Linked DNA regions of Mus musculus: all the other regions are linked to region 1. Evidence: chromatin contacts called from public HiChIP or PLAC-seq and promoter capture Hi-C data. All regions are on one chromosome and are shown on one strand. Each heading gives the region's core, a stretch centred on a gene start, on an enhancer-like site or on the middle of the called end of the contact. The rest is flanking DNA. Distances are from core to core; before and after follow the strand shown. Region 1 holds the start of Sp9 (trans-acting transcription factor 9). Region 2 overlaps Gm39849 (a long non-coding RNA gene). Region 3 has its middle 47 kb from the start of Gm39849. Region 4 has its middle 25 kb from the start of Gm39849. Region 5 has its middle 48 kb from the start of Sp3os. Region 6 has its middle 13 kb from the start of Gm39850.

Region 1 (3,025 bases), core at 391-2,890:
CTTAAGGTGAGAGAGAAGTCTTGCGGTGGACTTACTTTTGGGCCTAGAGATCTTGCAAATGAACTCAACCTGGAAAAACAACTTCACATCCTCCTGACTTGTCGTTCCCCCGACAAATTGTCTTTTGCACCCGATCATTTAGGGTTGGGAGTTATTATTTTAAAAAGCAGGATGTGGTTTGGAGGGGGGACGTGCTTACACGTTTAAGTATCCAGACCTGCCTGAGGGCGCTGGTATTTCTAGTTCAAAAGCTGCCTCTGGCTACCCTGGAAAAGACAAAAGTAATGCCCAGAAACAGGAAACCCTCCAGCGGCGGCGCCTTGCGATGCGTGAGGACACCTCTTTTTACACCAAGGTCCAGAGAGGCTTTGAAGATGCTTCCAGCTTGCAGAAGGCGGAGGCGCCCACGTGTGGCCTGGCTTTCGCAGACTCTCTCGGTGAAGGCTCCGGAGAGGTCCTCCAAAGGCTGTGTCAGCAGGGTGCCTGATGAAGATGAGCCTTCCTTTGGAGTCCCTTGGCCCTGAAGACGGAGTTTCTAGGCCCTAGCAGTCTGCAGTGGAGATAGTTTGAATCTGAAGCAAGAAAAATGACTCTATAAACATCCCCTAAAACTCGACTTCAACCTGAAATCCGACATGCAAATCTCCACCGGGTTAAACAAACAGCGGTGCAAGCTGCAGCTTCGGCGGGGGTGGCGGTGGGGGGGCGGACGCCGCTCGCGCCGGTCTCCGTTTCCAAAGTTGTTACAATGTGAAAATAAGCGGCTTCGTGCAGAGTGTTGTATGGGCTGATGCTTCCCACCCCCACGCCAGCCCCCAGAAAAACCTGGCAGATAATCAGCACGTCCCACTGTTTAGTCATATTTGACAACTGGGTTAACCTGGTATCTAGGCGCTGGCGAAGCCATACAAAGGGTGCCCTCAATTACCACCAGGAGCTTCTGGTGTGATAGGCACTTGTATTACCCCCTGGGTCAGAGGCCAGAGCGACAATTAGGAAGTCACTTAGACCGCTGGAGGGAAATGGCGGGATGCAGCAGGCTCTGGGCTCTCCTAACAAGTCTGTGGGTGTAGACCTGCCTGGAGAGGCCCAGCTGTCCTTTGCGCCCTCTGCTCAATAGGACTCTGAGTATAAAAAGAGTACGGTGGGAGCAGGAATCTGGGAAAACGACCACGACAAGGATAAATCCATCGCAAGAGTGATGGCTACAAGTTCAAGTTCTTCGCAGCAACAACGTGTACACACAAAGTGAACGCAGACCATTTCTGCTTGTGCCCTAGGCCGGGGTGTCCCTCTCCTGCTTCTTTCCCACAAGTGGAGAGTGAAGACTGTCAGCCCTACGTAGCAAGGTGGCCAGGGTGGTGGGAGTGGTGGGGGCCTGCGGCTTGGTCTCAACAGTACTTAAACCTGGCTTGGTACGTGAGTGTGTGTAAATTTTTAATTGCACTGTAATTTCTTCTGTCCCTAGCCCGCCCCCCTCCCACCCACGCCCGCAGACTTGACTGGCACGCGCCAGGAGCCCGGGCTCGGGCCCCTCGGAGCGTCTGATTGGCTGCGGGGCAGCTCCCGTCTGCTCTGCCTGCGCCCTCATTGGGCGAGAGGCGCAGCCAGCGGCACTTCAAAGCGGGTGCTCCTCGCACTTAGGCTGAGTTTTGCCGGCGGGAGCCCAGAGTCCGCTCGGCGCGAGCGCGGGACGCGGGAGCCGCGCGGGACCTGAATCGTGATTCCCAGCAGCCGCCAGGCTTAACACCGCTCCGGGCCTCGCCGCGCAGCCCAAAACCTGCTATGGCCACGTCTATACTTGGGGTAAGTGAAAAAGACTCGCTGCAAAGGCTTTGCTCATTTTTGTTTGTTTTGTTTTTGTGTTGTTGGTGGTGGTTTTTTGTTTTTGTTTTGTTTTCTTATGGCTTCTCTGGGCCAGAATCTCTCAAGAAACTGTTGCTATACCACAGCTCTGGTTTCCTTTTAGCATTTTCTACATTTCTGGAACCGATCTTTTCAAGTTATTGGAACCTGGGACCTTTTGCCTTTGCAAGAAAAGAATGTCTTAAGCAAGTTCCCTTTTAACTGGTTTTTGAGGCAAAGCCGAATGTTTCTTTTCTTCCCTTCTTGATTTTAACATCACTCCCCCACTCCCAACCCCACCCCCCGCCACTTGGTTTGGGGGTTGTTGCATTACATTACAGTGTTTTCTGGAAAGTCTTGTTTTGCAGGCCACGAAGTTACATTAATAAACACTTACATTAGCGTGGCTCCCCAGTTTGCCCTTGACTTTGAAAGCCGCTTATACTTGGATTCTTTTTGTAATCGTGTGCGTTGTGTAAATATCAAAACTACGTTTCTGAACTATAAAAGAAAATAGCCAAGTCGTAGCCACTCATTCGAGGAATGTTCTAAGAGTTTCTTCCAGCACTGGGTGGCTGTTTTGGCCACCACCCCCCGCCCTCACCCGTTATTTCTTGTGTGTGTTTACCTTCGTGCTACACCCGGAAGGGCGACTTGGGAGCTTCTGGGAGATGAGCGGGCTTATGGCGTCAACCCAAGTCTGATTCTAGACAAGGGTGGCAGCGAACGAAGTGGCGAAAACCGAGGCATTTCTGATCTATAGTCTCACTGAGGAACAACTTTCCTACTCGCTCGTGGTCGCCTCTGTCCTGCGCGGGGCGCGGCGCGTCCCCCGCCAGCGTGCGGGGAGGAGGCGCGAGCCGGGGTGCCAGGGCCCTCCGGGATCTGCGCGGGGGGAACGAGGCTGCTCACCGGTGCACTTTGTGTCTTCCCCCACTTCTCCCTGCCCTCCTCCTCCTCCTCCTCGCTCCCTCCTTCACCCCACCCACTCTAGGAAGAGCCACGCTTCGGAACGACCCCGTTGGCCATGCTGGCGGCGACCTGCAACAAGATCGGCAACACGAGCCCCCTGACGACCCTGCCCGAGTCCAGCGCCTTCGCCAAAGGCGGCTTCCACCCCTGGAAGCGCTCCTCGTCCAGCTGCAACCTCGGCTCCAGTCTCTCCGGCTTCGCTGTGGCC
Region 2 (2,821 bases), core at 308-2,807, 430 kb before region 1:
TTTGTTTGCTTGCTTGCTTGTTTTTGACTTTCATTTCTGTTTTATTTGTTTTGTGAGAGAGGGAGAAAGAGAACATGAAGTTCAGTGGATGGGTAAGGAGGTAGGGAGATCTAGGACTAGGAGAGAGGAAGACACGATCAAAATATATTGTATGAGAAAAAATAAATTAAAAAAGATATGGAAGAATTCAGCAGTAAATAAAAAGAAAAAGTCTCTTGCTTATGATAAGCCAACCATGCTTCATTGGAAGGGCATGTGTCTAAGAAAACAAAGGCAGCACAAACTGGATGGGGTGAATGGGAGAGAAGAGAACACAAAGCTGGTTTGGTAAGGATAACTTGGGAGGAGTCACTGGGGAAGTGAATCTGATCAAAACCCATTGTATGCAACTTCTCAAAGAACTGATTTTAAAGTGAGTAGCTAATTAACTGAAATGACAAGTCTCTCCAAGTGCTCTACTCAGTAACTCATCATTTTCACAGCATTATGGGGGACAAGCAGGACTCACATCGCATTTAGTCGTCTGGGGATTGTCACTGCAATTACTTGCCTATGATGCTCAGAACTCTATGCGGAGAAGGAGGCAGGAAGATTGGAAGAGCCAGAGGTGGAGGATGGCTCCAAGAAAACTGTCTTCCAGACACAACAGGAGCAACATTGTGTCACTGTCATATGTGCAGCTGCCCATACTGTTACCTTGTATTCATCTGCCACTTCTGGCTCTTACAGTCTCAATGAATGAATAATGAAAATGTGGCGTATTTACACACTGGAATATTTTTCAGCTATTAAGAAAGATGAAATTTCGAAGCTCACAGGTAAAGGATACAGCTGGAAACAATCATTCTGAGTTAAGTATCCCTGCCAAGTGTCCCTTGCTTTCTTTCATTTGTAGGTGTTAGCTTTGACGCTTTAGACACATACATTTCATTTGGAATACCCACAGAGGTCAGGAAACCAGAAAGAGGGGTGGGGGTGGGGGAGCCTTCAGGGGAGGGGAGATACATAGTTTTTCTGTTGTTTTTTTTTTAACTTTAGCAGTTACAACCAAGACTCTGATTAGCCTGGTCAGGTAGACTTAATCCTGGGTGCAGGTAGATCCCAGCGTTGTGAAGACTGATGCTTTGTCAGGTTTCACACACCTTCCCATTGCTACCGTGCAAATGCTTTAAAGACCGTGAAAATCAAACACTAAACAAATCCAATCTTGTGACCAGAATAAAAAGCATGCCTGAAGGAATTCAGCCCGTGTGTCTAATAAAAATCAGTGGAGACCTTTCCAGGAAGATGATAGACTGGATAATACTTCCACCAGCTTCACTTGAACCCTTAAGGGAAGTTTCTCTAGTGCAGTCACTGAAGGAAAATCCATACTTCATGGCTTTTGCTTAGCATGGAGGAAAAACATACCAAGTCGCCTATGTTTGCAGGAAACGTGAGGTGCTGTGGGCAAAAGTGGGAAGAACCAATGCAAATTTAGCAAGCCAGATAATAACTGGGGAAACCCCGACTCTCACCATCACAGTCTCATTGTCTGAGGATGTGGCAGGCCAGGATTGGCTGACCTGTGAATGACCTTCTTAGACTGTGTAAACAAGGTCAAACAAGTGACATCACTTGGGGTGAAGGAATGAGTCATTAAAAATAGTTATCCCACCCACACTTAGAATTGAACAACTTCTTAGGGGTAATAAAATCTCTCTCTCTCTCTCTCTCTCTCTCTCTCTCTCTCTCTGAGCTCAGAGTTTCCCTGTTGTAATTCCTGTCACTGTGACAAGGACTTAAAGCACTCAATCTTAAAGAACCCAGACCACGCCTTCTTTGACTCCAAGGCAAACAACCGTGTTCTACCTTGAAGAAAATGTAAAGCTGGGTTGAACAGCTTTGAACCGTGTCCAAGCTTACAATGGTTTTCTTTAGCATGTATCAAAACCTAAACAACAATGCTGGGCTGTGTGTAACAGTGCAACAGTTAAGGACCTGGTTTGGCACTAACTGCATTAAGGTGGTCCCAGTTCCACTACTCTCTGGTATTGTAACTCAGGCCAGGTTCATGTGTGCCTTTCATGTCTTGCTCCTTGATTGACAACGGGGGTGGGGGTGGGGGAGGATAGTTTGACTGAGAATTACCTCCAGCCATTCATACATTTAAATACTTAGTCTCTATTGGTGGGCCTATTTGGGAAGGATTAGGAAGTTTAGCCAGGTTGGAGGAGGTGTGTTACTGGGACAGGCTTCAAGGTTTCAAAACACTCAGGGCATTCCCTGAGTTCTCTCCCTGGGGATCAAGGTGTGAACTTGCCACTATGTCTTTGCTCCACCATCATGGATTCTAACCTGTTGCAGGATATTTGATCACAAGGTGAACCCCAACATTGTTTTTTACAGAAAAAAAAAAAATAGCTGTTTCTAGTTATGATGTGGCTCAGCCTTAGCACACACCTTTAATCCCAAACAATGAAAGTAAAGTTAGTTTGTAGAAGGAAGCACTCATGTTTGAAAGTGATGTACAATTGAGTGGCAGGCAAAGTGACAAACCAGAGAAAGATTTGACAGAATAGGACGTGCCCAACTCTCACAAGGAGAGGAAAGGGAGGCTGCTTAAGAGAGCCGTGCAAATTTTTGGTGTTGCTTTGTGTAGCTACAGTAAATTGTGCGAGCTGTACTGAATGTTACAGAATTCATTAGGAGTAAAGCATGGGAATGTGGCATGAAATTTGGAGTGGGCATGGGCAGGTGGTTCTGCATGTAAATGTACTGGCTGTTCTTCCAGAGGACCAGGATTTGATTCCCAACACCCACCTATAACTCCTGTTCTAGA
Region 3 (2,944 bases), core at 161-2,660, 360 kb before region 1:
CTGAAGCCAAGTCCCTCACATCTGTCACTCATTATGGTGTAACAGTGAGAACTCAGCCATGTGGATGTAAATTTACCTAAAAGCAAAGATGCTAATTCTCTCGGGAGGCATTTAGAGTAACAGCAGCCCACACTGGCCGGCCAGCCGGGCCCCCAGGAGCCGAACGAAGCAATCACACTAAACTACTAAGATACATACACCACTGAGAAAAGCCAGGAACACAGCTCCGTCCAATGCCCTGGTCCACACGGGCCGGCCCCATCATTTCTTTTTTCCTTTCATAAGATAAGCTTTCCTTTTCTTGAAAACACAGTATGTTCATAATTTCTAAACACGAGAGTTAAGTCTTTCGAATCTGTTTCTCCCTCCTTCCCTCCCTCCCTTTCATGTTTTAAAAACTGTTTGGAGGGGCTAGCAAGATGGCTCAGTAGGTAAAGATATTTGCTACCAAGGCTAATGACCCGAGTTCAATCCCTGTGACCCAGATGAATTCCTAAATATCACCCTCCGACCTCCACACTCTATCTCCACAACCCACTCCAGTACTCTCTCTCTCTCTCTCTCTCTCACTCACGCACGCACGCACACACTATCTCTCTCTCACACAAACTCTCTCTCTCTCACACACACACACACACCACACACACACACATACTCTCTCACACACATACTCTCACACATAAACACACAGAGACAAACACACTCACATACACACAAGATGTAAGTCCCTCCCTTTCATGTTTAAAAAAAAAAATGTTTAGAGAGGCTAGCAAGATGGCTCAGTAGGTAAGGACACTTGCCATCAAGGCTAATGGCCTGTGTGTCAGACACACACGTACACACAAACACACAGACACACAACTATACAGAGATACATAGACACAGGCATATATACTCACATTCACAAACACACACATTACATTTTTTAAATGTAGTTTTAAAAATGTTTAACTATAGGAGTCCTGAAGTCAAACTTGGAATTTAAATATATGGCTTTATATTCTTATCAGGGGTCTCAAAACTTTAAAAGAATTTTTTTTCCACTATTTTAAGAACAATCCCCTAGAGAATTACAATGTTTAGTTTCTTAATTGTAATTGTGTTCCTTAACTATCACCTGTTAAACATAACCCACAGAGGCCAAGGTTCAGCCTTAAACCATAGGGTACATACAAGATCCTTGTTTCAAAGTGTCACCGTCAGACAGAATTAGATTAGACCCTTGTATTTATCTCATAATTTTGTGGGTTTGTTTGGGTATATGTTGCTGTTGCTTTTTTTTTTTTCACTAGAGATCCTTACACCAGGGCCTTACAAATATTCAGCACGCAGGCCACTGCTGAGCCACAGCCCAGACTTTCACCTACTGAGATCGCTGCCAAAAGTCAATGTTTACCTCATCAAAATAAACACAAGGGTTGCGGAAAACCACGAGTCCAGGTAGAGGCGTAAACAAACACAGTACAGTTCAGGGTTCCTCTGAGTAGGACCGGCTTCGCCGTAGACTTTTGCCCGAAGACAATATAGCTAACTGTGAGGAGCAAAGCAGCAACCTCCTGGCAGAACGTTACTCAGCCGCTAACCCGCCTTTCCTGAGGCTGTCCTTAAACTGAAGGATCAGAGCCAGAGATCCACATAACTGGACCCACGTGGGATGTAAGATACCTGAAAAGCAGCCAGAGCAGCAGGAGAACCCTGCGGGTCTCTGTAGAGCGCCTGTCCTGGGCTAGGGCCCTGTGGCTTCTACAAGTGTGTTAGCCAGCAGCGCAGGACATGTGACTATCCACGTGTTAAGTATGACGTAATTGTGACCCTGCTCACTGGAAAAAACGACTCTACACATCATAATTGAAGTTTGAATACAGATGCCTGTTTCTTCTCACACACCCCATTTCTTGCTCTACACACCGCTCTGGGATTCATCTTCCTGTACTGTGTGTCTGTTTGCACCTCTGCCTGGACCTTCTGACTCTGGTTCCCACCCCCCACTCCCCCCCCTCACACTCGCATTTAATTTGATGAATACTTATCATAAGCTTTTGGCTGAGGTTTCAGTAAAGCCTAGAATGAAAGTACAAGTCCCCACTTGCTGTGAGCAGCGATGGGGAGCTAAGCCCAGCATCTTTCTTTCTCTAGCCATCTTGTTACCTTAGCCAATCACTAATTTAGGAATCTGTGAACTTCGGGGGTCCTTCCAGGCACGCATGTTGCCCAACACTTAAAGATCATGTTCAGAAGAATACATGCGAGCTAACATTGGTTATCAACCAAAACCAAAATATTAGACTTTAGCAAGACATTAGGCATCTACCAAGTCAGGGTTAAGATTAGTAATGAGCAAGTGACTCACCACAGTGACAACACACACGTTTTGGAAGGACTGGTTAGAACTGGCACAAGACACCCCAAGACCAAGGTCTCAGCACAAAGGAGATTTATTGCCCCCAAGGAACAAAGGGCAGGGAATCAGAGACAAAGACAGGAGATAGAGGATGAGAAGGGAACAAGGGAGAGGGAGGAAGAGGTATTGTCCCAGAGGACAAAGGACTGCCCCTGGATAGAGAGGAGACAGATGCGGCCCATAGGAAAATAGCAGTTTGTAAAGGGAAACCCCATGTTAGAATGAGTTGGTTTGTTTTGATCGGGCATGTTACTAAGTAGGTGAGCAAAAGAGGGCTTTTGGTTGCTAGATTTCAATATTTTGATAGCTGGACCTTGGTGGTCAGTTTCAGGAGGAGGAAGTGGCCAAATGAGGGAATAGACCTTGGTGGCTAGCTTTAAGACTGTAACCTTAGGGTTTTTAGCAAGGCAGAGGAAACAGGGGAAGGACAAGGCTTGCCAGAGCCATGTTTGTCATGCTTGGGCTGGCTAGAGTCCTTTCAGCTTTCTTGTATAGACACTTGACATAGAGGAAGGTCCTACGCTGGAGGCTCCTTGAAATTAC
Region 4 (2,751 bases), core at 121-2,620, 390 kb before region 1:
AATTTATGTCTGGGAGAAGAGGTTTTTCTTTTCTTTTCTTTTATTAGACAGAAAAGGTGAAATGTAGGAGTTGGTTCTGATGATAAGGTCCTATTCCCCAATTGGTTCTTGATCCATCAATAAAGATACCAGTGACCAATGACTGAGGATGGGGTGGAACACTTAGAGTTGCGCAGGAGGATGGAGGAAGAATTGAGAGAGCTGGGGAAGGAGAAGGAGGAGTAGCTGTAAGAGATAAAGCCAACCAGCAATGTGAATTTTCGGTTGGAGGGGCCAATGGCAACTCTATTCAATTATGCCTAGAGTGGCAGGAGAGGTTTAGCAGTGCCCAGTCATTGTATTAGCAAAGGCATTTTAAGATTAACTGGCGTGTGTGTGTGTGTGTGTGTGTGTGTGTGTGTGTGTGTGTGTGTGTTGTGGTGGTGGTGGTGGTGGTTGTTGTTGTTGTTGTTGTTTTGTTGTTAGCTACAAATCAGAGGGAACCAGGTGGGGGCTGGTAGTACAGCCCATTCCCAGGTAGCAAACTACATGCTACAAATATAAAACATGAAACCTAGATGTAAAGTTTCACAGCTGTAATCCAAATATTTGGGAGGCAGGAGGAACACATGTTCACAAACAGCACGTGCTATATACATAGCAAATACCCTGTTTAAAGCAAAAACAAAAATAAAGCATTTATGAAAAGAAACGATTATATGGTGACATTAACACCACCCCCAATCCATGACTATATCTGGCTTCTTAAGAGCCCTTCTCTGCTCTTGATGACCGTAACTTGGGGATCTGGAGTACAGCTAGGGTGAACAGTCACCTCAAGCCAGTGGCTTCCAAGTTCATTGCCTCATACCCAGGAATAACATGGAAACTCAAAAAGTAAGCCAGAAATAGATTTACAAAGGTAAAGTAGGAAAGACCTCCTAAGAGTGATATTGAGTTCAGTGGGTTTTATAAGAATGGGAAGTGAGGGCCACTGCATAGCATAATCTTTATTGTGATTGGTCATCCTCAGCTCATCATTGGCTGAACCAGGAGGTGGTCTATACCATCAGGAAAGTGGTCACTTCATCTACTCTCTCTCCCAACTCACAGTATTCATTTTGTAGACTACTGATTGAATCATTTTCTATACCAGCTCACAATCCACCATTTCCTGTCTTATCGGGGTCCTGTTGTGACACAAAAACAAGTTGTCAGCCTCTCATTTTATGGTCCTTGCCATTTTCTTTCCAAGCTGGGTGTCAGGGCACACTGAATGTACCCTTTGCCCTCTTTGTCCTGAAGCCAGGAAAACTTAAGGTTCATAGGGAGACAGGTGTAAACAGAAGAGCAGAAGACCAAAGTACACTGTTAAATGGGAACTGAGAGAGCCAGTTAGGAAGCCCAAGAGGACGTTCTCCCTAGCAATGACTCAGCAGAGGCTCTGATGAGGATCTGTCAGAGGATACCTGCTCAGGACAAGCATAAACAGGTGAATTCCGAAGGTCACCTAGACAGAAACCAAGTTGGAAGGAAGAAAAAGATATGCACAAAAAAAAAAAAAAAAAAAAAAAAAACCAGCAACAACCCAGGTGCCAAAGTGTGATGGTTTGCATATGCTTGGTCCAGAGAGTAGCACTGGTGGGAGGTGTGGCCTTGTGGGTGTGGGCTTTAAGATCCTTATTTTAGCTACCTGGAAGCAAGTCTTCCACTAGCAGCCAACGGATGAAGATGCAGAACTCTCAGCTCTGTCTGCACCATGCCTGCCTGGATGCTGCGCTTCCCACCTTGGTGATAATGGACTGAACTTCTGAACCTGTAATACAGCCCCAATTAAATGTCCTTTATAAGACTTGCCTTGGTCATGGTGTCTGTTCACAACAGTAAAACCCTAAGACACAAAGGAACCTAAAATATCCCCAGAAAAGGAGGAGAAACAGGGCAACAAGCTCAGAGAAAGAGGTTGAGAGCCTCCTGTTGACAGGGACTGCAGCTGGAGGAAGCACAAGAGTGGGGCCTGGTCAGGCCTGCCTTGTAGAGAGCTCTCCAGTACCAGTGGGGATAAAGCAGTGGAGATGCTAAGGGTAGGGCCCTGAGCCACTGAAAAGCTTCAGTATAGCTCGAAGAGCCATGAGGGCCCTGAGTCACCTTGGTTTTGAAGATAGAAAGAACCTGAGTAGACAAGGTCACCAGTGACCTTGAGAATGTGGTCCCCAAGAAAAGGGAGCAAAATCTTGCTATAAAACATTGACAAGAAAAATAGGTCGCAAGGTCTTGAGGGCAACATTGTTATTTCCTTACTGAGCTGAAGATGTGAGAGAAGAGACCATTAAACACAAAAGAACTTTTATTGGACTGGTCAGAGATCAAGTAGAATTCTAAATCTCTTTCCCATGTTAATCCCATAATCCCCATAATCTCATGAAGTAGACCCCACCATCACCCCACTTATGGGGTGTAAGGTGAAGCTTAGAGAGGTGAGCTGTCCCCATGATCAGTCAGCAGGGGTGACCCCAAGTGTCTGACACAGCAAAGCCCTTTCTCTGGCATGCCTGTTCTGTCTTCCCATGTCTGCCACAACATGATATAGCAAGACATTCCATACCAAACAACAGCTAGGTGCCATGCTCTTAGGCTTCCCAGCTTCCAGAACAATAAGCTAAATAAACCTCTGTTTTGGTGAAGTACCCAAGTTCTGGTGTTTTGTTATAGCAACAAAAATAAACCAAGACACTAACCTTTGTGAAATCCATTGAAAATTACAAGACTATC
Region 5 (2,866 bases), core at 361-2,860, 340 kb before region 1:
TGAGAATCACACCTCCTGGTCCAGCGAGCCAAAGAAAAGAGCTGCCTAGGCAGACACACAAAGTGCTTTGCTTTGAGCTCAGCCTGGAGATCATTATCTATTCCTGGTGCTCCCTGGAATGGGAACTGACATCAGATCCACGCTCTACCCCTCCTCTGCCCTGTGAAGCCAAAGCTCCCAGTACATCTAAGAATCCAGAAAAATGTTTTGATTTTCATTTAAAATCAATAGCACAGCTGGGGGCAGGGCACCTTTAATCCCAGCACTTGGGAGGCAGAGGCAGATAGATCTCTGAGTTCAAGGCCAGCCTGATCTACAGAGTGAGTTCCAGGACAGCAAGAACTACACAGAGAAACCCTGTTGGGGGTGGGGGGTGGGGGAAACAGGGTCCAAGAGCACAATAGATCTAGCAATTCTACTCCTAAGTGTATTTCCAAGACGTTAAAACAGGAATTCAAATAAATTCTTGTATAAATATATAAGTTTATTTAATATATAGTAAATATGTAAATATACATAGCAGTCGTAGTCACAATGACAATAGGATGGAAACACCCCAAAAGTCCATCAGTTGGTGAATGGCTAAACAACAAAAAGTAATAAAGTAATTGTAAATTGAATATGAGATTTCTCTATATGTCATGTTTTGTTCTCTCCTACTGCCCCGAGGAGGTTTCTTTATGTAGTCTTGGCTATCCTGGAACCCTCTTGGTAGATCAGACTAGCCTCAACCTCAGAAATCCACTTGCCTGTCTTCTGAGTGCTGGGGCTGGGATTAAAGGTGTGTGCCACCACCACCACCCCAGCAAACTCATATTTCAAATGTGTGGTCATCGGTTGGGAGTGCCGCTCTGGAAGCTGTGGAAACTTGAGGAAAGCATCTTAGCTGGAAGTAGGTCACTTCCATGGGGAGAAAAGCCACCTCATCGGGACACCCCACATGATAGCAGGATTCCAAGGTTTAAGTGGTTTGTAGTTTAGTGATTTAGTTAGGCCACTGTTGACTTCAATAGCATTTCCAATGGAATACAGAGCAGAAACTAGAAGGTATAGTGAACTGTTATGACCAGAAGAAGTAGAGTGTGTTGGTAATTCTTTCAAAAGCTGGCCATGAAGCTGAGACATGGTGATAATACCACAAGCCAAACCTCTCACTTAGCTGCTTGCTGGTAGGTCAATGGAGACTAAGGCAGGAGAGAGTTGCTAAAAACAAACAAACAACAAAGGAGTTACCAACCTGCTGCTGCTGACTCTTAAGAGTTCAGTGATGGGCATGACAGAGCCCCTCTGTAGCTGGGGGTGGGAGTGCCTGCAACTTGAGGGAAACCATGATCCCATTACTCTCTGCCTGCTCTTTGGAGCTGATTAGGAGAGGAATTTAAACTTGCAGACTGCTTTGCTATTAGCTCTCAGAGTTGCTGGGAAAGCTTCAAGAACAAAGACCACAGTGGATGGGAAACCAAAAGGCCAGGTTGGAGCCATCGTAAGACTTCCTGCAGGCAGCAGGCAAAATTCTTCACATCTAGGTGGTCAGGAGATGCAATGCCAAGAGTTGAGGCTCAAGCCCACCACCATCCAGTACATCCTACGCCACTGTCCAGTACATCACATCCTATGCCACTGGCCTCCTCCATGCCAGCCAATGCAGTTAACTCCGCCTCTCAGCCTCTGCCCACCCATACACCTTCCACATCCTAAACTTTCACTCTGGAAAACACAAATGTCCCAGAAACCCTTCAGAAAAGGAACCACCATACAGTGCCCAGGCAGCACAGCTTGGTTCAGGTGGCATTTACACCTACTGACCTTTGTACACGGCATCTGCACGATCTTCAAAGGTAGATCCCCTTTTCCTCTTCTCCAACTGACTGAAACGTAGGTTTGTGACACACTGTAGCTCCAGAGCTCCTATTTTCCCTTTCAGGGCTGACTCAATGATTCCCAAGGAGAGATTTAGATTTTGGCCAGTAACAAACCTCCAAAGCAATTTTTTTTTTTTGGTATTGTTTCTTCCTGAATTTGGCCTATCAAGTAACCCTCAAGTTCAACACCAGAAAGGAACAAGGAAGGCCCTCTGTTAGTTCTGTGAATGTCATAAAAGTTTACTAGGTGTCCATATGAACTGTGCCAAGCAAGCTGCCTCAGGGCTACACTTAGGCTCTCCCTGCTTGGGGGTAGACATTCCAGATGCCACATCTGTGGACACTTAGCAGAGTTATGCTCCAACTCTTAAAGGATCATGTTCAAGGAGAGAGGGAAACAAAACTAGCCTTTTCCTAACTTGAAATAAAGGGACTGTACTGTTATAATGAAACAAGCACATGAAACTAGAGAAACCACAGAGAATTTTGTTAAAATCAGAAGGGTAATTGTAGTCCTATCATTAGGACTAACCAGAGCGCTTAGAATAGAAATCATGAAATAACCATCATTTTACCCTAAGTGCTAAGCATAGAACATGTGCTCAAATGGCAGAAGGGAAGAATGTCACTGCGCCTACAAATTCTATGTAGGGGACGAGGATAAGAATTCCCTAACTACTCACCTGAGGCAAGCCCACCCATTCCAGTGTAATCCACTTTTGCTTGTGTGTAGGTGCACCACATGGGGCAGTGCACAGAGAAACTGCAAATGCAGGTGGCTGTGAGCCACTGTGGATACTGGGAATCAAACCAAGGTCCTTTGTGAGAACAGCCAGTTCTCTTAACAGCTCTTTACCCCCAAGACAAATAAATTATTAATACAAGTTAATACATAAAACAAAATAAAAATTATGAAAGATTACCCAGCTTTAAGGCTGGAGATGTGGCCTAATGGCAAAGTACTTGCGTAGTATACTCAAGGCCCCAAGTTTGATTGTAAGTGT
Region 6 (2,716 bases), core at 103-2,602, 280 kb before region 1:
TAACATATGTATTACCTTATATATTTATCCTTTTTTAAGTAACTAAGAACACTTAAAATATTAAGACATAGAACTGGCAAGATGGTTCAGTGGAGAAAGGTACTTGTTGCTAAGACTAATGAGCTAAGCCCTCCTCCCCCCCGAACCCCAGCATGGTGGAAGAAGTGAAGGACACACACACACATAGATTAGTTTTTTCTTTTTTCTTTTTTTAAAAAGAATTTGTTTATTATATGTAAGTACATTGTAGCTGTCTTTAGAAGAGGGTGTCATATGTCACTACGGATGGTCATGAGCCACAATGTGGTTGCTGGGATTTGAATTCAGGACCTCCTGAAGAGCAGTCAGTGCTCTTACCGGCTGAGCCATCTCACCAGGCCCCAGATTAGTTTTTTCTAATGTAATAAAAAATGTTGAAGCTGGGCGTGGTGGCACACGCCTTTAATCCCAGCACTCGGGAGGCAGAGGCAGGCGGATTTCTGAGTTCGAGGCCAGCCTGGTCTACAAAGTGAGTTCCAGGACAGCCAGAGCTATACAGAGAAACCCTGTCTCGGAAAAAAAAAAAATGTTGAGCCTGGCAGTGGTGGTGCACGCCTTTAATCCCAGCACTCGGGAGGCAGAGGCAGGTGGATTTCTGAGTTCAAGGCCAGCCTGGTCTACAGAGTGAGTTCTAGGATAGCCAGGGCTACACAGAGAAACCCTGTCTTAAAAAAAAATGTTGAAATCTACTGTCTTGGCAATCTTCAAGTAAGCAGTCCTTGTTATTAATAAGTCACCGTACTGTACAGTGAGCCTTAACTTAACCCATCTAATCAATCTAATCGAGACTTTGTACACTTTAGCCAGTGTCTCCCCTCCTCTTCCTGCCTCAGCCCCTAATAACCAGCATTCTTCCCTTTCTATTTGACCAGCATCCTCACTTACATGTGAGATCACACAGTAGTTCTCTTTCTATGCCTGACTTGTGTCACTTAGTACATTGTCCTAGAAGTGGGTCTAATTCTAAAGCAACAAATTAGAAACACTCTAACATTCCTCCAGGAACCCCAGGTTGCACCCCTGACCGACTGCAGAAGGCCCCGGCCCAGATCTGGCTCGGTAAAACTGCATTACAGACATATTTCCTTGAGCATGTCAGCTGCCTTCATTCCCTTGCCGGGGACCTCAAGTTGCCATCCACTTTCAATATTAATGCAGCATGCAAGGGGAACAGGAGGATTGCAGCCCAGGCTGAAGCTGGGCTCCAGGCCAGCATACAGAATGCGTCTGGGCATGTCTGAGGGACTTGCCAGAAGTCTCTCTGCAGGAGGGATGGAGGAGGCTCACAGAAAATAACATCCTGAGGCAGTGGGTGTGGGGACTCAGTTTTCAGAGTCACCAGGGAAACTTTGAAAAACAATGGCTTCCTGCACAAGTATGTCCCTCCTTTTCGAAAGCCCTCACTCTCATGTTCTCTCACTCTCTGTCTCCTGGTCCCTGTCCACCCAGAGGTGCACAGGAGCCAATGACACCACTTCAGCGTCAGACTCAGCCCTTGGACTAGCTGTACACATTAGACCTCACAGGCGTGTTAAACGTTCAGAGCAAATAAGCTCCAAGACTCTAGGGTTGAGCCTGCTCGGTGAACGCTTTCATACTTTAGGGGCTGCCTGCTGTCAGGGCTTCTTAATAATGACCACAGACCCTGGGCAGTTCAAGAACAGGCCCAGGGATCTATGAATCCCTGGAACAACACACAGCTTACTGAGGGTGTGTGTCTCCTTTTCTGTGAGTTTCCTCAGGTTATAAGGAGAGTGTGACAATTAACAATGACTGCCCTGGTGGCTGCCAAAAAAAAACATTAGTGAATAGATTTTTGTAAGATCATGTAAATGTTTCTATGGCAGGAATTAGCCAGATAATAATGCTGCCCTTCCCGTGAATATGATTTTTACCTTAACCTGCCAAGACAACAGTTACATGAGAAATATGGATTCCCCACCCCCACCACACACTCCAAGCCTGATTCCAAAGCTTCTGCCTCCTCCCCAGCCAAAACCCAGTGTCTCCTTCCTGAAATCACTGCAATCCTTGGGACACCTCACCTTTCCCTAATGCTTTCGCTAGGAATATGCATATCATATCTCTCCTAATTATAGCCTCTGAGGGGAGGAGGAAGTCTGTCTTGTCCGTCTTCTTTCTACCTCAGTTTCCAATATAACACATTTACCTCATTATCAGATGAGAGAACTGATTAATTATAAATCATTTAGACTTGCTAGGCCTTTCTACTTTCTATGAAAACAACTAACCACATTTCCTTGCCCACGCTGCACTTAAAATACACTCCTTATAACGGATGGTGGTCTGCTCTATTAATTTACCTGGTTAGGAAATACTAGGCAGGTACTATCACCCACTGTTTTCCTCTCTTTTCTTTTTACTTGGTTGTGAACGTAGGTATATAAACCATCATGCCTTTTGTGAGGGACACAGAGCACCAAGCATGTTGTGTCCTGGTGCAGATGTGTACGTCTCGCAGCATGGACACACCTCAGGGAAATGTCTCATAAAGCACAGACCAAGCTGGGACAGAGGTTGGGAGGGACTAAAATACAGCTATTAATATAGGAGCTTCGTGAAAGAGTCCGCCCATCGGATTATGGGAGCTCTGTTCTGAAAGAGAAAGAGAAGCCTGAACCTGCCTGTAGGAGAGAGAGCAAACAGGAAGACGGCC

What was found. Promoter capture Hi-C pulls out the DNA fragments that hold promoters and counts their contacts. HiChIP or PLAC-seq counts read pairs in DNA pulled down with a chosen protein or histone mark.
Region 2: a promoter capture Hi-C map of embryonic stem cells shows a contact between it and region 1, with 5 times the contacts expected there. The contact joins the enhancer-like site here to the promoter of Sp9 in region 1. A contact is called at or near these places in 10 of 39 promoter capture datasets (the C10 cell line, the HPC-7 cell line, embryonic stem cells and 5 more), 2 of 15 datasets of contacts at CTCF or cohesin (large pre-B cells and pro-B cells), 3 of 484 Hi-C or Micro-C datasets (adipose-derived mesenchymal stem cells, granulocyte-monocyte progenitors and uterus), 13 of 115 datasets of contacts at active chromatin or transcription factors (bone marrow-derived macrophages, craniofacial prominence, embryonic basal ganglia and 8 more) and 2 of 9 other capture datasets (embryonic stem cells and macrophages).
Region 3: a contact with region 1 is called in a promoter capture Hi-C map of liver, with 3 times the contacts expected there. The contact joins the enhancer-like site here to the promoter of Sp9 in region 1. A contact is called at or near these places in 8 of 39 promoter capture datasets (the HPC-7 cell line, HPC-7-derived erythroid cells, embryonic stem cells and 4 more), 1 of 15 datasets of contacts at CTCF or cohesin (pro-B cells), 1 of 484 Hi-C or Micro-C datasets (the HL-1 cell line), 9 of 115 datasets of contacts at active chromatin or transcription factors (the 230-238 cell line, craniofacial prominence, embryonic forebrain and 4 more) and 3 of 9 other capture datasets (adipose tissue, liver and macrophages).
Region 4: a promoter capture Hi-C map of liver shows a contact between it and region 1, with 2.2 times the contacts expected there. The contact joins the enhancer-like site here to the promoter of Sp9 in region 1. A contact is called at or near these places in 10 of 39 promoter capture datasets (the 3T3-L1 cell line, the C10 cell line, the HPC-7 cell line and 6 more), 1 of 15 datasets of contacts at CTCF or cohesin (pro-B cells), 3 of 484 Hi-C or Micro-C datasets (the HL-1 cell line, regulatory T cells and reprogramming fibroblasts), 9 of 115 datasets of contacts at active chromatin or transcription factors (the 230-238 cell line, astrocytes, embryonic forebrain and 6 more) and 2 of 9 other capture datasets (liver and macrophages).
Region 5: a promoter capture Hi-C map of hematopoietic stem and progenitor cells shows a contact between it and region 1, with 4 times the contacts expected there. The contact joins the enhancer-like site here to the promoter of Sp9 in region 1. A contact is called at or near these places in 17 of 39 promoter capture datasets (the 3T3-L1 cell line, 3T3-L1-derived adipocytes, the C10 cell line and 12 more), 4 of 484 Hi-C or Micro-C datasets (the G1E-ER4 cell line, granulocyte-monocyte progenitors, myeloid progenitors and 1 more), 15 of 115 datasets of contacts at active chromatin or transcription factors (VIP interneurons, bone marrow-derived macrophages, craniofacial prominence and 8 more) and 3 of 9 other capture datasets (adipose tissue, embryonic tail and macrophages).
Region 6: an H3K4me3 HiChIP or PLAC-seq map of embryonic forebrain shows a contact between it and region 1, with 4 times the contacts expected there. The contact joins the enhancer-like site here to the promoter of Sp9 in region 1. A contact is called at or near these places in 9 of 39 promoter capture datasets (3T3-L1-derived adipocytes, the HPC-7 cell line, HPC-7-derived erythroid cells and 6 more), 24 of 484 Hi-C or Micro-C datasets (B cells, the C2C12 cell line, the G1E-ER4 cell line and 17 more), 28 of 115 datasets of contacts at active chromatin or transcription factors (the HPC-7 cell line, the NIH/3T3 cell line, SST interneurons and 20 more) and 4 of 9 other capture datasets (adipose tissue, embryonic tail, liver and 1 more).

The regions. Positions count from the first base shown.
Region 1 is chr2:73,270,286-73,273,310 of GRCm38.p6, forward strand. Sp9 (trans-acting transcription factor 9) reads left to right here and starts at 1,641. Exons shown (of 2, transcript NM_001005343.2): 1 at 1,641-1,806; 2 at 2,840-3,025. The coding sequence starts at 1,786.
Region 2 is chr2:72,836,739-72,839,559 of GRCm38.p6, forward strand. All of the region lies in intron 1 of Gm39849 (a long non-coding RNA gene), which reads right to left. Among named protein-coding and RNA genes, the nearest start is that of Gm39849, 24 kb to the right of the region's middle. Within about 2 kb of position 1,558, at least 81 of the 459 cell types and tissues checked have an H3K27ac peak or open chromatin away from gene starts, as enhancers often do. A contact at or near this core is called in adipose-derived mesenchymal stem cells, embryonic stem cells, memory CD8 T cells and 2 more, where this site is marked.
Region 3 is chr2:72,906,846-72,909,789 of GRCm38.p6, forward strand. No RefSeq gene overlaps it. Among named protein-coding and RNA genes, the nearest start is that of Gm39849, 47 kb to the left of the region's middle. Within about 2 kb of position 1,411, at least 48 of the 459 cell types and tissues checked have an H3K27ac peak or open chromatin away from gene starts, as enhancers often do. A contact at or near this core is called in extraembryonic endoderm stem cells and liver, where this site is marked.
Region 4 is chr2:72,885,086-72,887,836 of GRCm38.p6, forward strand. No RefSeq gene overlaps it. Among named protein-coding and RNA genes, the nearest start is that of Gm39849, 25 kb to the left of the region's middle. Within about 2 kb of position 1,371, at least 11 of the 459 cell types and tissues checked have an H3K27ac peak or open chromatin away from gene starts, as enhancers often do. A contact at or near this core is called in liver, where this site is marked.
Region 5 is chr2:72,930,226-72,933,091 of GRCm38.p6, forward strand. No RefSeq gene overlaps it. Among named protein-coding and RNA genes, the nearest start is that of Sp3os, 48 kb to the right of the region's middle. Within about 2 kb of position 1,611, at least 24 of the 459 cell types and tissues checked have an H3K27ac peak or open chromatin away from gene starts, as enhancers often do. A contact at or near this core is called in craniofacial prominence, where this site is marked.
Region 6 is chr2:72,994,494-72,997,209 of GRCm38.p6, forward strand. No RefSeq gene overlaps it. Among named protein-coding and RNA genes, the nearest start is that of Gm39850, 13 kb to the right of the region's middle. Within about 2 kb of position 1,353, at least 221 of the 459 cell types and tissues checked have an H3K27ac peak or open chromatin away from gene starts, as enhancers often do. A contact at or near this core is called in 3T3-L1-derived adipocytes, B cells, the C2C12 cell line and 27 more, where this site is marked.